Regions from separate parts of the Mus musculus genome. Here region 2 is linked to region 1. The links are chromatin contacts, called in public Hi-C maps. All regions are on one chromosome and are shown on one strand. The core of a region is the stretch at or near the end of the contact, and the rest is flanking DNA. Distances in the headings are between cores, read along the strand shown. Region 1 has its middle 10 kb from the start of Mpped1. Region 2 overlaps Efcab6 (EF-hand calcium binding domain 6).

Evidence for each region. Hi-C and Micro-C count contacts between places; a contact is called where the count stands out from the background.
Region 2: a Hi-C map of cerebellum shows a contact between it and region 1, with 1.8 times the contacts expected there. The contact joins two enhancer-like sites. A contact is called at or near these places in 16 of 39 promoter capture datasets (the 3T3-L1 cell line, 3T3-L1-derived adipocytes, the C10 cell line and 9 more), 16 of 484 Hi-C or Micro-C datasets (the BV-2 cell line, brain, cerebellum and 10 more) and 9 of 115 datasets of contacts at active chromatin or transcription factors (SST interneurons, embryonic basal ganglia, embryonic forebrain and 6 more).

Annotation. Positions count from the first base shown.
Region 1 is chr15:83,766,315-83,773,533 of GRCm38.p6, forward strand. No RefSeq gene overlaps it. Among named protein-coding and RNA genes, the nearest start is that of Mpped1, 10 kb to the right of the region's middle. Within about 2 kb of position 5,562, at least 20 of the 459 cell types and tissues checked have an H3K27ac peak or open chromatin away from gene starts, as enhancers often do. A contact at or near this core is called in cerebellum, where this site is marked.
Region 2 is chr15:84,034,958-84,041,863 of GRCm38.p6, forward strand. The region is part of intron 3 of Efcab6 (EF-hand calcium binding domain 6); the gene reads right to left. Among named protein-coding and RNA genes, the nearest start is that of Efcab6, 27 kb to the right of the region's middle. Within about 2 kb of position 2,059, at least 5 of the 459 cell types and tissues checked have an H3K27ac peak or open chromatin away from gene starts, as enhancers often do. A contact at or near this core is called in cerebellum, where this site is marked.

The DNA.
Region 1 (7,219 bases), core at 4,312-6,811:
AAGATCTGTTCTAGGCCGGGAAGGGCAAGGGGCGGGATGGAGAGGGCAAAGGCCCTGAGGCAGGGGCATGCCTGCCTGGCAAGTGTGGGAGGTAGAAAGGTGGCTGGCACCATAAGGTGCAGAGTGGAGGAAGAGAGAGGCTGTGGGTGGGTGGGAGGAGGGAAGAGACAAGTTCACGAAAGGCCATCACTTTCCTGCTGCCCGGACCTTAGGAGTGCAGGGTTATTGAGATGGGCACCAATTAAGTGCCTATTGTATGCAGGTACCTCCGACACTCTTTGTACCATTTCCCACGAGCTCTCAGCAAAGCAGCTCAGAGAGGCTAAACAACACAACGGAAGTCACCCAGCACTCTGTGACCCAAGACACGTGTGCCTGCTGGGCTCAAAGGCTTGGCCATGCTCACCCTTTGTCACACACTTCACGAGAGAGCTGAGTGTGGCCAAGAATGACAACAGGGACAGTGGCTTCCTTCCAAAGGCATACTGCAACTGTCCAGTGAATTCCATCTCCACTGTCCATCACGGTCCTGGGACATCATCAGGTTCGGGAAGTGGGCTCAGGACAGAGGCTCTTAGGGCTGCGTGCAGGCTATCCCTGGAAGGAAGGCAGGCAGGGCAACCTTAGCCTTTGTAGACTTCTGCTGCTCCCGCAACCTTTTCATTTCTGCCAGTTCAAAGATCCACTGTCCAGAGTTTTGAAGATTGCTCAGCTGGTAAAGTATTTGCCTTCAACCTAAGAGCTGGAGTTTGTATCTCCAAGCATCCAAGTGAAAAAAAAAAAAAAAAAAAAAAAGAAGCCACCTGTGTTGGGGTGTGAGCTTATAATTCCTGTGCTGGAGATACAAAGATTGTGTCCCCCAAGCTCGCTGGCCAGCCAACCTAGCCTCACCTGCAAGTTTCAGGCTAATGAGAGCCTCTTTCTCAAAAAGGCACATGGGCAGCTCCTGAGAAACAGCTTCTGAGGTTGACCTCTGCTTTCCACGCACTGGCGTGCAAACTTGCGCACGCTCGCGCACGCACACACACACACACACACACACACACACACACACACACACACACACCTCGCTCTCTGTCCTTCAGTACTGTGTCCCAAGGGTACTCCGGGCAGGGACCACTGGAAGAGGCTCTGACCTTATAGGGACTTCTGTGTTTGTGCCCCTCACCTGCTTGTGTGAAGGGTGTTGGTGACCTCATCATGGATTGGATTTAACCAGAGGGCCCAAGGGCAAAGGCCAGCCTGTGTGGCTACTGTAGCAACATTGTCCCCAGCCTACCTAGTCCAGTGACCCAGTAGCATGGGTGCTCTGATGGCACCTCAGTCTTGGGAAATACCAAGGTCCCTTTGAGGGAGGATACCTGGGCCTCACAGACCAATGGGAGGGCCAATGGCTGTGCCTGCTTGAGATGAGGCCAGAAGGCTGCCACCATCCCAAGGGACTCTGGAGTCATCTCTGTCAGGCTCTGGGCAAGCCCTGAAAAGCACGGGGTTCTCTTCTAGTCCCATCCACCCAGGCTCTGTAAAGCCCACGGGTTTCAGTGTCATGTTCTAACCTGTGGATCTCCAGAACTTTAGGATGGAGAATTAAAGGTAGCTAGAGAGTCATGCCAGTCCTTGGGCATCCCTGGGTCTGCTCCAGCGATAACAGACACCAATGACCCCAGCTACTGGGCTGTCTGCTGGCCCAGATTCCCGGACACTCAGTTTGAATAAGAAGGACACTGAATAGGTCAGTGGCTTGACCAGATGCTGTGGCTTGGAGCCCCATATTCTATGTTTTCTGTGTCTGTTGGTGGTTTCCACTCATCTCTGTGGCCAGACAATGCTGTTAGCCAAAGGACAGGGGATGATGGGCTGTGGTTTGCAGAGGACATAGCAATAGTGGTTAGTAGGGAAGATGCTGAGATAAAAGTGACCCAAGGGGCATGGGGCTGGCAAGATTGGGAGTGGTGTGTGTGTGTGTGTGCATGCATACATGTGCATGTGTGTGCATGTGTATCTGTAAACCGTCTTGATGTCTATTGTAGTGCTAAATGTGGGTCCCCAAGACCTGAAGTCTGCACGGAGACCTGTGTCCCTGACCCCAAATTATTTCTGTTTGGGAAATAAAGATGCCAATAGCCAAAAGCTGAGCAGGAGAGACATAGGTGGGGTTTAGATTTCCAAGGCTTGAGGTCAGAGGAGAACCAGGAGAAGAAAAAGATACATGAAGAAGAAGAAGAAGGAGAAGCTGCTATGGGTTAGGTGAGCCATAAAAACATGGCCCTAAGGGCTGGCCAATTGGATTTAAGAACAGCCCAGATAAAACATAGTAAGTAATAACCCGGGGTTATCCTAGCAGCATAGAGGGTAAGGATCTGCCCAGCTCTTTGTGCTATTTAAAGCTTATTGTAAATATAAAGGTTGCATGTGTTTTTTTTTTTGTTTTGTTTTGTTTGTTTTGTTTTTTATCTTGGAACTAAATGGTCAAAGGCAGGGCAGAAACCCCAGACTGGGATTTAAAATTTCTACTATATATACATATGTGTATGTTCACGAGTGCATGTATGCATGCTTCTGCGTGTGTGTGTGTGTGCGCGTGCGCGTGCGTGCATGTGTGAGCGTGTGTCTCTTGGCTGGAGCAGGGTGAGGCAGAGAATCGTCACTACATATCTCCAATAAAGTCATACTGCCTATACCAGTCTCTACCAGCTGCACTCCAGGCAGGAAGAAAACTCTGAGCAGGGTGCAACACCCTAAGAACACAGAGATCTAGAGAGCCTGCTGTCCCTACATAGTGTGAGCTTCACGTGTTAAAGACAAGCCGATTAGGCTGAGGCTCCGGGCTCGGTGGTAGGAGCGGGCAGATACTAGCACCTGGTGCCTGTACATCTCTGGTTCTGTACACATAGCAAATCCTGCTCCAGCCTCTGTTGACAATACAAACACTGGCTTTCCTGAGGGGTACTGTCCCATCCTGCCTGCCCTTCTGCGATAGTGATGGGGGCACGCTTCTTCTGCCTCCTGGGCCCGCAGGTGGCCAGTTGCTTTGAACATGGGCTTCAGATTGGCTGGTTGTGTGGCACCAATGGCTGCAGCCAGAGAGAAGACACTGGGACAAGGTTCCATGGGGGAGACAGGATGGCTGTTTAGCAGAGACGGGCAACAGCTCAGGGAAAGCCTTAACGCTTCTCTGTGGTTTGGGCACAGAGGCTATGTGGCTGTGTCAAAGTTAGAAAGACTTTAGGGACGTTGGAGGTCTGTCCCACAGTCCTGATGGAGGGTGAGCTCCTGTCTGTCTTTCCTTTCCACACAGATAATGGGTGAGGCCAGATATGCACAGGTCATCTGCCTTCCCTGCTGGTCCCCAGTCTAACCTGATCAGTTCCTTCCAGTCTCTTAGGAAGCCGTTCAAAAGACTTAGCCCCTATGATCACCACGGCAGACAGTCATCTACATACAGCCCATTCATTCTTGAGTAGGGCCCTGAGTCAAAGGTTCAGACTTATCCAAGGTCAAACAAGCAAGTGGTATGTGTGGGGATGTTGGGGGGAGGGTCAGGGGGGAGTGATACACAGCCAGGATGTGGACCAGGGACCACCACATTCCAGTGCTGGACTGGGGTGTGAACCCCAGGAAGCTACAGTCATACTTGTGGGACTCTCCCCAACTGAGGGCCACCCTGCCCTGAGACTCCTTCCTCAGTATGCGCTTCAGCTATCCCTGTCGTCTGGATGCTGGTGCTGACCAGTGAGAACTCCCACCCACGATATCACAAACCGCATAGGAGCTTACTCCAAGCTGATGCCTCCATATGAAGCATGCTAACGAGCCTGGGCCCTGCCTGGCTGCCTGGCCTCTCACCAGGCTGGGGTGAAGATCTCGGCAGAGGAGCGGCTCTGCTAAGGCTCCTGGGTCGGGGTGAAGGCCCCAAGGAGAGGGAATATAATAACCAGCTGCCTCCACCACAGTGCCTGTGACTCTCAGAGGCAGGAGAGAGGACTGGGGATGTGCCACTGTGACACCGAGTTCCTTGTTCACCGCCCCCTCCCCACCCCAGCAATGGGGTGTGTGTGTGACCTTTTTCTAGTAATGGTGCAGCCCCCTTCCTGATACGATTCAGAAACCCCTGCCCTCAGTGAACATGGGATCTTTGTTCTCAACACAACAGAGACTCACAAAAATTGTGGCAAGCAAGGGCTAGAAGGACACACCAACTCTGGCTGTCTCTCCCCCCCCCCAACTTCTCTTTCCAGAACTTCTCTTGTGGACGCTTCCTGGTTCTTCTGGCTACCCGTAACCTGCTCTCCAGAGCCTCCACTGTACATGCCAGTCACTTCCAAGTTCCTTGACAAAGCACGGGTCTCTCCTCTGGCTTCCCACCCCCTACCCTGCTTCACCCCACAGGAGCTCTGAGGATCCTGGAGCCTGCCCTTCTCTACCTGTTCCCACCAGCCCCGACCCCACTCACTCCCTCTTTCTTCCCATCACCTGTTCCCTGACCTCCTAGTCTCACTGCTCAACCAGGGGCTCCGCATGCTTGTCTTGTCTTCTCTGGGGCCTAGACCCACCTTTTCCCCCTCCTCGTCAGCAGCATACTGTGGCTATATCACTTTTGTCCAGGTTGGTTCAAAGGCCCTGGGGCATGCTACCTAAGGATCTCTGTTGGGGATCCTGTCTACCTCCCATCTGTAAAGTAGGAAACCTCCCTTTTCTGGACAGACTTGCTCTGTGTTGTGTGATGCTACCTCCTCTGTGGCTCTCCTAGTTTGCCTTCTATTGCTGTGATTTGGGGGAGGAAAGAATTTATTTGCCTTACAGATCTAATCACGGTCCATCCTTGAGGGAGGTTAGGGCAGGGACTCAAGGAACAGAGGCGAGAACCATGGAAGGACGATGCTCACTGGCTTGTGCCCCTTGGTTGGCTCATCGACCTTTCTTATACAGCCCAGGACCACCTGCCTGTGGATGACACCACCCAAGGTGGACTGGGACCTCTTCCATCAATAATTAATCAAGAAAATGCCACACAACCTTGCCAACGGGACAAACTGGTGAGGGCATCTTCTCAATTGATGATTCTTCCCCCGATGATCATATTTTATGTCAAGTTGACAAAAAACAATAGCAAACAAACAAACAAACCATAACCAGTACAAATAATTGGTTGAGGCTGGAAACCTGGCCAATGGGGTTTTCTCCAGCAATCCCATAGTCCAGTGGGATCCTCTCCAGCGACTCTGGCACCTGATGCCAGTGGCTACTGGCATCACTGGGGGCTCAGAGCTGCAGAGCTTTCTTCTTCTGATGCTTTCCTTGAACTCACTGTCCTCCCAGATGGCGGCCTCTTTTCCTAAGCTTCTTCCATGTGGTTCCTTCTCTGGCTATACGTTTTCCTCTGTCCAGTGGCTCTGCGTCCTTGCTGCTGGCTAGGAACTGAGGCAGCCCTAGACAGCTCCCTCCAGCAGACTCCAAGCAGAGTGGCTGTCCCCTCCCCTGACAGGCTACCCCATCCTGGTGCTGTCTGTCCTGGCACTGCCATGTTCTACTGTCACTCCCTAAAGTGGCAGACGGTGAGGAGCTTTGCCAAATGCCTGTGGGGATACAGACAGGGCACTCGGCTGCCCGCCTCCTTCCAAGGGCCTCTGCTGCTTTCTTATTGGGAAATGGAGGAGGAGGGAATTGGGAAGGGCTTGAGACACATCCCCCCCCCCCCATCACCTCCTCCTACTTATCACCAGTCTGCCCAGAAAAAATCAGAATGCATTCATTGGAGGAAGAGGTAAAAGCTCAGAGACAGAGGGACTGGATGCAGGGACCTTAGAGCCTAAGCTAGTCTCTCCTCATCCTATTAGCATAGCTATAGAACAATTTCAAGGCCACTGGGATCTCTGTGGGTCAGATGTCCTCCTGCCCAGCCCCCTCCCCGCCCCCGTGATGCTTCTGAGGGTCAAAGTCAGAATAGGGGCACCAGAAATCAAAACAGCCATTAGGAAGAGTCACCAGTATAAGAACAAGACCTTGAGCAGTGGCAGAACCAAGAACACCCTGTCTCTCATGGTCCTCAGCTGTTAAGTGCTGACCTAGGGTGACTGCTAGTGGGACTTCTCTGGGTACCGCAGCACCTGTGAATCTGGGCTGGGGAATGGGCAGATTCAAAGGGGAAGCTGCCCTGCCTGACCCCAAGTTCCCCAGCTGGTTCCACTTTAGAACTGTAGCGACTTCTCCGGTCTATTCTGTTGAGTCCTTGAGTTTCTACCCACTTTTGAAGCTTTTCCTGCAGACACGTGCCCAGGCTGGGTGTCTGCCCTGCTGGCTCTGGACTGTACAGTGGCCAGACTTGGGTCTGTGCCAGGCTGCTGCAGCTGTTCCGCCTTGGAGTGATGACAGTAGCTGATGGCTTGACAAGTGGCCCTTGGGAGGTGGCATCTCATCTGGGCAGTTGCCCAGCAGGAGGGCCATTTGAGGAGGAGAACAGAGCCCCGAGGGTAGGAGACTCCCAGAATTGACCCAAAGAGATTGGGAAAGTGTGTGTGTGTGTGTCCCATGGGGACCCCATAGAAAGTGTGAGTATAGGATTTGGAGTCTACCTCACGGTGAGCCTTGGCTTGTCACTGGATGGCTCTGAGACTGTCTTCGGACCTGCATAAGTTGAGGTAAGTGCCTTCAAGTCCATGGGCAATGTCTCTTATAGGACAGGTAAGTCCCCTAGGCTCCCCTGGATGTGAAAAGCTGTGTGGTAGACACTGGTGGGGTCTGTGAGCAGGAGTTTCAGGTCTGGCCTGAGTACAGCTGCCGTCTACCCAAAGTGGGTCAGCTCTGTATCTCTGTGCCCAGAGGTCGTCAAACAGACCTTTCAGCCAAGTGTTCTGGTATTCTGGGCCAGCTTTGAGTCTGATCCAGTTGAGCCAGAGCAGAGGGCAGTGTAGAATGGTAAGATTGTGCTAGAGAACCCTGGCCTTGTCAGAGTGCCAAGTGGTCCTTGTGTCCAGTGCCAAGCCCGTATAGTCGCTGCTGGAGCCCTGGGCAGGAATGATGATGGTGCCCTTGGTTTAATCGGAGAGGTTACAGGGATCAATTAGTGATGTCTGCTATGGACACCTGTTGGGTTTGTTTATTTGTTTCTCTTCCTCTCTCCCTTCCTCTTCTCCCTCCTCTTCCCACTCTCTTTCCTTCCCTCTTTCCTCTAGTGCCAGGAGACCTAGGGCTTGATGCAGGCTAAGCAAGCACCAAACAC
Region 2 (6,906 bases), core at 809-3,308, 270 kb after region 1:
CTGGATGCCCCTGAGAAGGAGCAGCAGGGAACAAACAAGAGGAGTCCAATCAAGGCAGCACAGCTGAGAACCAGGGATGGTCCAGACCTGGGGCCTCATGGGGTTATGGGATGTCACCATGACATTTCCATCAATAGAACAACAGAACCCAATGTCCTTCCTCCACTTCCCTCTGTTACCACGTGGAGGAGGGAGGGCAAGGAGAAGGGAGGGCAGGGGAGGAGGGAGGGCAGGGGAGGAGGGAGGGCAGGGAGGAGGAAGGGCAGGGGAGGAGGAAGGGCAGGGGAGGAGGAAGGACAGGGTGGAGGAAGGGTAGGGGTGGAGGAAGGGCAGGGGTGGAGGCCGATGGTGTAGAGACAGTCAGGCAATCCCCGCTGCTCAGAAGCATGCTTTTGGAGTTCTATCTAATGTGAAGGTCATAGAACAGAAAGTAAGAGTAAATTAGCAAAAATTCGCTAATTTAAAATTTAAAAATTTTTTTTAAATTTAAAATTTTGAAAATGGTGGCGCACGCCTTTAATCCCAGCACTTGGGAGGCAGAGGCAAGAGGATTTCTGAGTTCGAGGCCAGCCTGGTCTACAAAGTGAGTTCCAGGACAGCCAGGGCTGTACAGAGAAACCCTGTCTCGAAAAAAACAAAAAAACAAAAAAACAAAACAAAGCAAAACAAAAAAGCAGAGGCCACGGAATGCTTGATTTGATGAGTCTTGAGAAGTAGAAAAAACAGTGAAGCCTGACAAGTGGTCATGGCCTCCATTCAGCGGACAGCAAACCATTCAGTAGATGAAAGTTTCCAAGATGGCCATAGTGAGCCCTTCCCTTTATGGGCAAAAGAACGTATTTGTCTCTCCATCACGGGTTACAGTCTATCTCCATCCCAGGTTACAGTCCATCTTCATCCCAGGTTACAGTCTATCTCTATCCCAGGTGTAGTGGCTATTCCTGGTTGTCAACTTGACTATATTTGGAATGAACTACAATCCAGAATTGGAAGGCTCACCAGTGACCCTTATCTGGAGGCTTGGAGATCCTTATCTGGATCTTGGTATGGAGATCTTGAGCCATAGTGGCTATGGATTCCAGAAGATTGAATCTCCGAGTTTAAGGAACACACTTTTAATCTGGGCTACACCTTTCATCTGGGATTAAAGGTGTGGTGGAACACACCTTTAATCTGAGCTACACCTTCTGCTGGAGACAATATAAGGACATTGGAAGAAGGGAGTCTAGCTCTTGCTCCTTTGCCTGCTTGCTGTGTGAGACTGAGTAACTGCTAGATCCTTGGACTTCTATTCACAGCTGCGACTGAACAATTGTTGGGAATTGGGCTGCCGACTGTAAGTCATCAATAAATTCCTTTACTATCTAGAGACTGTCCATAAGTTCTGTGACTCTAGAGAACCCTGACTAATACACCAGGGTACATTCTATCTCTATCCCAGGGTACAGTCTATCTCCATCTCAGGGTACAGTCTATCTCTGTCCCGGGTTACAGTCTATCTCCCGGAGAAGTCAAGGCACCCAGAACTTGAAGCCATGGGCATATCCCAGCCTCAAGGGCAGGCAGCAATGGACTGATGCCCTTATGCTGTGCTCAGTTTGCTCTCCCCTTTCCATGAAACGGTGCTGCCCACCTTTAGGGTGATCTTCCCACCTCAGGTAGCCTGATAAAGAAAACCCCTCACAAGCCTGCCCAGAGGATGATCCAATCCAGACAACTCCTCAGGAAGCCCCTCTCCCAAGTGACTCCAGATTGCTTCCGGTTAACAAAATAACCATCCCGGTCACACCGTCCCTCCTTCTAGTAAGAATGGGCGGAGTTTTCTCCCCATCTCCAAATCCTGGTTATATATGGCATTGGCCACACCTGTCCCTGAGACTAGCAGCACCATGCAAGAAATATGCAGCCATTGTCCTTTCAAGGCACTGAGTGTGGGGCTTCGTCCCCTGCCATTGATACCTGGGGCAGAGGAGGCCAAGGCTAAAGAGAGAACTCCTGAGTTCAGAGTGGAGCGTCTAAGTGTGCACGCCCTCTTGTCGGCTGAATCTACAATCTGGAAATCAGAGAGGCTGGGGTAGGGCAAGCCATGTGGGAGCCAGAAGCCTGCAGCATAGGAAGCATGGAGTTGGGGGCGGGGCAAGGAAAGAAGGGATATCTAGGAAACCCCTATTTTGCTGGAAGTGGGATTCTCCATTCCAGAGCTACTAGCAGGGCACCTCTCACTATCGGCCCAGTTCCTGGTGCCAAGAACACCACATTGGGCAAACAGGTCCAGCCTACCATCTGGAGGGGACAGGACAGACAAGGGCAAGCAGCCAGTATGTCACCGGGTAGTGACAGATGGTGGTGAACGCAGCAAGAGTGGCAAGAGATCAGCAGAGTGTGGGACGGTGCCACCAAGGGCTGGTCTAGCCAGACAGGTGGTCTAGGATCCCTCCTCAGGGAGTTTGGGAGCCAAGACCAAAATGTTAGAAATGAACCACCAGTTAGCAAGCAGAGGTGACTACATTCCAAACATAGACCAGAGTGGCCTTGTAAGAGCTTTGTATGGGAGCAACCTGAGTCTGTCTGAAAGAACGAGGAGGCCAGAAGCAGGCAGGACCAGAGAACACCAGAGAAGCAACAACAATATCCCATTCCAACCGCTACAGAGGCTGTCCAGAGAGAATGAGAAACCAGGGAAGGAGGTTGGAGAAGATGTCATGCATCGGGACCACAAGGAAATGGGCGTGGCTTGACCCTGGTACCATCCTGAATGTAGACATCAGACTGGCAAACTTAGACATGGTATGCTGGCTCTCGCACTGACCAGGTCTTGCAGACAGTGTGGCTCAGGGATGGGCAGAGACTGGCGAAGCAGATCAGGACCCTGCCACCTCGCTCGATGTGAGAGCCTAGACCGACTGTGCTACTGGCTGAATACTATGGCAAAGGGCTTTGTGGAGCTTGTGTAAGGTGTCTGGAAGCAAGGTGCAAACAGAAAGCCAGACAGACAGACAGCAGACATGTGACCTGGAACTTAGTGGGGAAATCAGTAGAGAACACGTTACACAGTCAGCATGTCAGGCAGGACATGGAGCCAGGGAGGGACAGGGGGCAGAGGACCAAACACAGAGCCTGAAGGCAGGACCTCTCATCAGAACCCTAAGGATGCTCCGCAAGGCAGGGGCTCGTCACTATCCCATCTCTCTCCCAACCGCTGAGATTCTCAGCAGCAGCTAGTTCTCACAGAGGAGCTGTGTGGTGCAACTCGGCTGGAGTGCACAGCTCTTCCTGGGGCTGACGAGTGTCACAGGGGACCCCCTTGGCAGTGGACGTCTCCACCGTGAGATCTCTTCCCAGACTTTTTGTATACTTTTTAACTGCTTTCCTAGAAACCCCAGCTCGGCAGTCAGAGCGGTGATTTAGAGGCAGCAGACAGTATCCGCCAGAAACTGTGGAAGTACTTAAAAACAGCTTCTGGTTTTACAAGTCCAATGCAGCCCCTCAGACACAGGCCCAATGCAGCCCCTCAGACACAGGCCCAGTGCAGCCCCTCAGACACAGGCCCAGTGCAGCCCCTCAGACACAGGTCCAATGCAGCCCCTCAGACACAGGCCCAATGCAGTCCTCAGACACAGGCCCAATGCAGCCCTCAGACACAGGCCAATGCAGCCCCTCAGACACAGACCCAATGCAGCCCCTCTGACTCAGGCCCAATGCAACCCCTCAGACACAGGCCCAATGCAGCCCCTCAGACACAGGCCCAATGCAGCCCCTCAGACACAGGCCCAATGCAGTCCTCAGACACAGGCCCAATGCAGCCCTCAGACACAGGCCCAATGCAGCCCCTCAGACAAAGACCCAATGCAGCCCTCAGACACAGGCCCAATGCAGTCCTCAGACACAGGCCCAATGCAGCCCTCAGACACAGGCCAATGCAGCCCCTCAGACACAGACCCAATGCAGCCCTCAGACACAGGCCCAATGCAGCCCCTCAGACACAGACCCAATGCAGCCCCTCAGACACAGGCCCAGTGCAGCCCCTCAGACACAGGCCCAATGCAGCCCCTCAGACACAGGCCCAGTGCAGCCCCTCAGACACAGGTCCAATGCAGCCCCTCAGACACAGGCCCAATGCAGCCCCTCAGACACAGGCCCAATGCAGCCCCTCAGACACAGGCCCAATGCAGGCCCTCAGACACAGGCCCAGTGCAGCCCCTCAGACACAGACCCAATGCAGCCCCTCAGACACAGACCCAATGCAGCCCCTCAGACACAGGCCCAGTGCAGCCCCTCAGACACAGGCCCAGTGCAGCCCCTCAGACACAGGCCCAGTGCAGCCCCTCAGACACAGGTCCAATGCAGCCCCTCAGACACAGGCCCAATGCAGTCCTCAGACACAGGCCCAATGCAGCCCTCAGACACAGGCCAATGCAGCCCCTCAGACACAGACCCAATGCAGCCCCTCTGACTCAGGCCCAATGCAACCCCTCAGACACAGGCCCAATGCAGCCCCTCAGACACAGGCCCAGTGCAGCCCCTCAGACACAGGCCCAATGCAGTCCTCAGACACAGGCCCAATGCAGCCCTCAGACACAGGCCCAATGCAGCCCCTCAGACAAAGACCCAATGCAGCCCTCAGACACAGGCCCAATGCAGTCCTCAGACACAGGCCAATGCAGCCCCTCAGACACAGACCCAATGCAGCCCTCAGACACAGGCCCAATGCAGCCCCTCAGACACAGACCCAATGCAGCCCCTCAGACACAGGCCCAATGCAGCCCCTCAGACAAAGACCCAATGCAGCCCTCAGACACAGGCCCAATGCAGTCCTCAGACACAGGCCAATGCAGCCCCTCAGACACAGACCCAATGCAGCCCTCAGACACAGGTCCAATGCAGCCCCTCAGACACAGACCCAATGCAGCCCCTCAGACACAGGCCCAATGCAGCCCTCAGACACAGGCCAATGCAGCCCCTCAGACACAGGCCCAGTGCAGCCCCTCAGACACAGGTCCAATGCAGCCCCTCAGACACAGGCCCAATGCAGCCCCTCAGACACAGGCCCAATGCAGCCCCTCAGACACAGGCCCAATGCAGGCCCTCAGACACAGGCCCAGTGCAGCCCCTCAGACACAGGTCCAATGCAGCCCCTCAGACACAGGCCCAATGCAGTCCTCAGACACAGGCCCAATGCAGCCCTCAGACACAGGCCCAATGCAGCCCCTCAGACACAGACCCAATGCAGCCCCTCAGACAAAGACCCAATGCAGCCCTCAGACACAGGCCCAATGCAGTCCTCAGACACAGGCCCAATGCAGCCCTCAGACACAGGCCAATGCAGCCCCTCAGACAAAGACCCAATGCAGCCCTCAGACACAGGCCCAATGCAGCCCCTCAGACACAGGCCCAATGCAGGCCCTCAGACACAGGCCCAATGCAGCCCCTCAGACACAGACCCAATGCAGCCCTCAGACACAGGCCAATGCAGCCCCTCAGACTCAGGCCCAATGCAGCCCCTCAGACACAGGCCCAATGCAGCCCCTCAGACACAGACCCAATGCAGCCCCTCTGACTCAGGCCCAATGCAACCCCTCAGACACAGGCCCAATGCAGCCCCTCAGACACAGGCCCAATGCAGCCCCTCAGACACAGGCCCAATGCAGTCCTCAGACACAGGCCCAATGCAGCCCTCAGACACAGGCCCAATGCAGCCCCTCAGACAAAGACCCAATGCAGCCCTCAGACACAGGCCCAATGCAGTCCTCAGACACAGGCCCAATGCAGCCCTCAGACACAGGCCAATGCAGCCCCTCAGACACAGACCCAATGCAGCCCTCAGACACAGGCCCAATGCAGCCCCTCAGACACAGACCCAATGCAGCACCTCTGACTCAGGCCCAATGCAACCCCTCAGACACAGGCCCAATGCAGCCCCTCACAATAGAGCATGTGTGAGCGTGTGTGTGCACAAGTGTACATGGGTGTGTATGTGCGTGTGTGGGAGTGTGGGAAGGGTGGACATATACTAGGGTACTAACAGTATCTTACCCTTGGCCTGGAGCTCACCCACTGAACAAGGCTGGATGGCTGGTATTGAGGTCTAGGGATCTGCCTGTCTGAGACTGCAGGCAAATGCAATCTGCCTGTCTGAGACTGCAGGCAAATGCCCACCGTGTCTGATTTTTCACGGGTTCTGGGAATCAAACTCACTCATGCTTGTTTGGAAGGTACTTTGCTGGCTGCGCAGCCTCCCCTCCCCTATAGCCATAACTATAAAAAAGAATTTACATTTATTTATACACTTTATAAATAAATACATTTTGTTATATATAATATAAGATATATTAATATAACCATATATATCATATATTAAAAATAAATATGTGTTTGCTTGTGTACATGTATGTGCACCACATTAGTGCTTGGTGCTCCAAAGATCAGAAGAAGGCATCGTATCCCCAGTAGTTACCATGGTTATGAACTGCCAGACGGATGCTGGGAACCAAACCCAGGGCCTCAGCAAGAGTAACCAGTGCTCTTAACAATTGATCCATTTCTCCAGCCCAAGAAATAACTTTTCAGAAAGACAAAACACATCAATAAAATCTTTAAAAATATACCTGGCAAATATGAGAAACAAAGGACTAAGAAGTAGCAGAGTTGAGGCCAAGGCGGGTCATGGGTTGCAGCTCTGTGGAAAGAACAAGAGTGCCCACTCGGGACAAAGATCAACAACCTGCTGTACGGAAACGGGAGACGGATGGAACAGGCAACTCATGGAGCCAGGAGGCACCGCAGCAGAGCTGAGAAAGAGGACTTCACCCACCACTGAACGAATGTCACTGAGGGCCTTAGGAGATGGCGCAGAGGATAAAGCTTGCCGTGCAAACATGACTCAAATTTGGCTTCCAAAAACTTCAT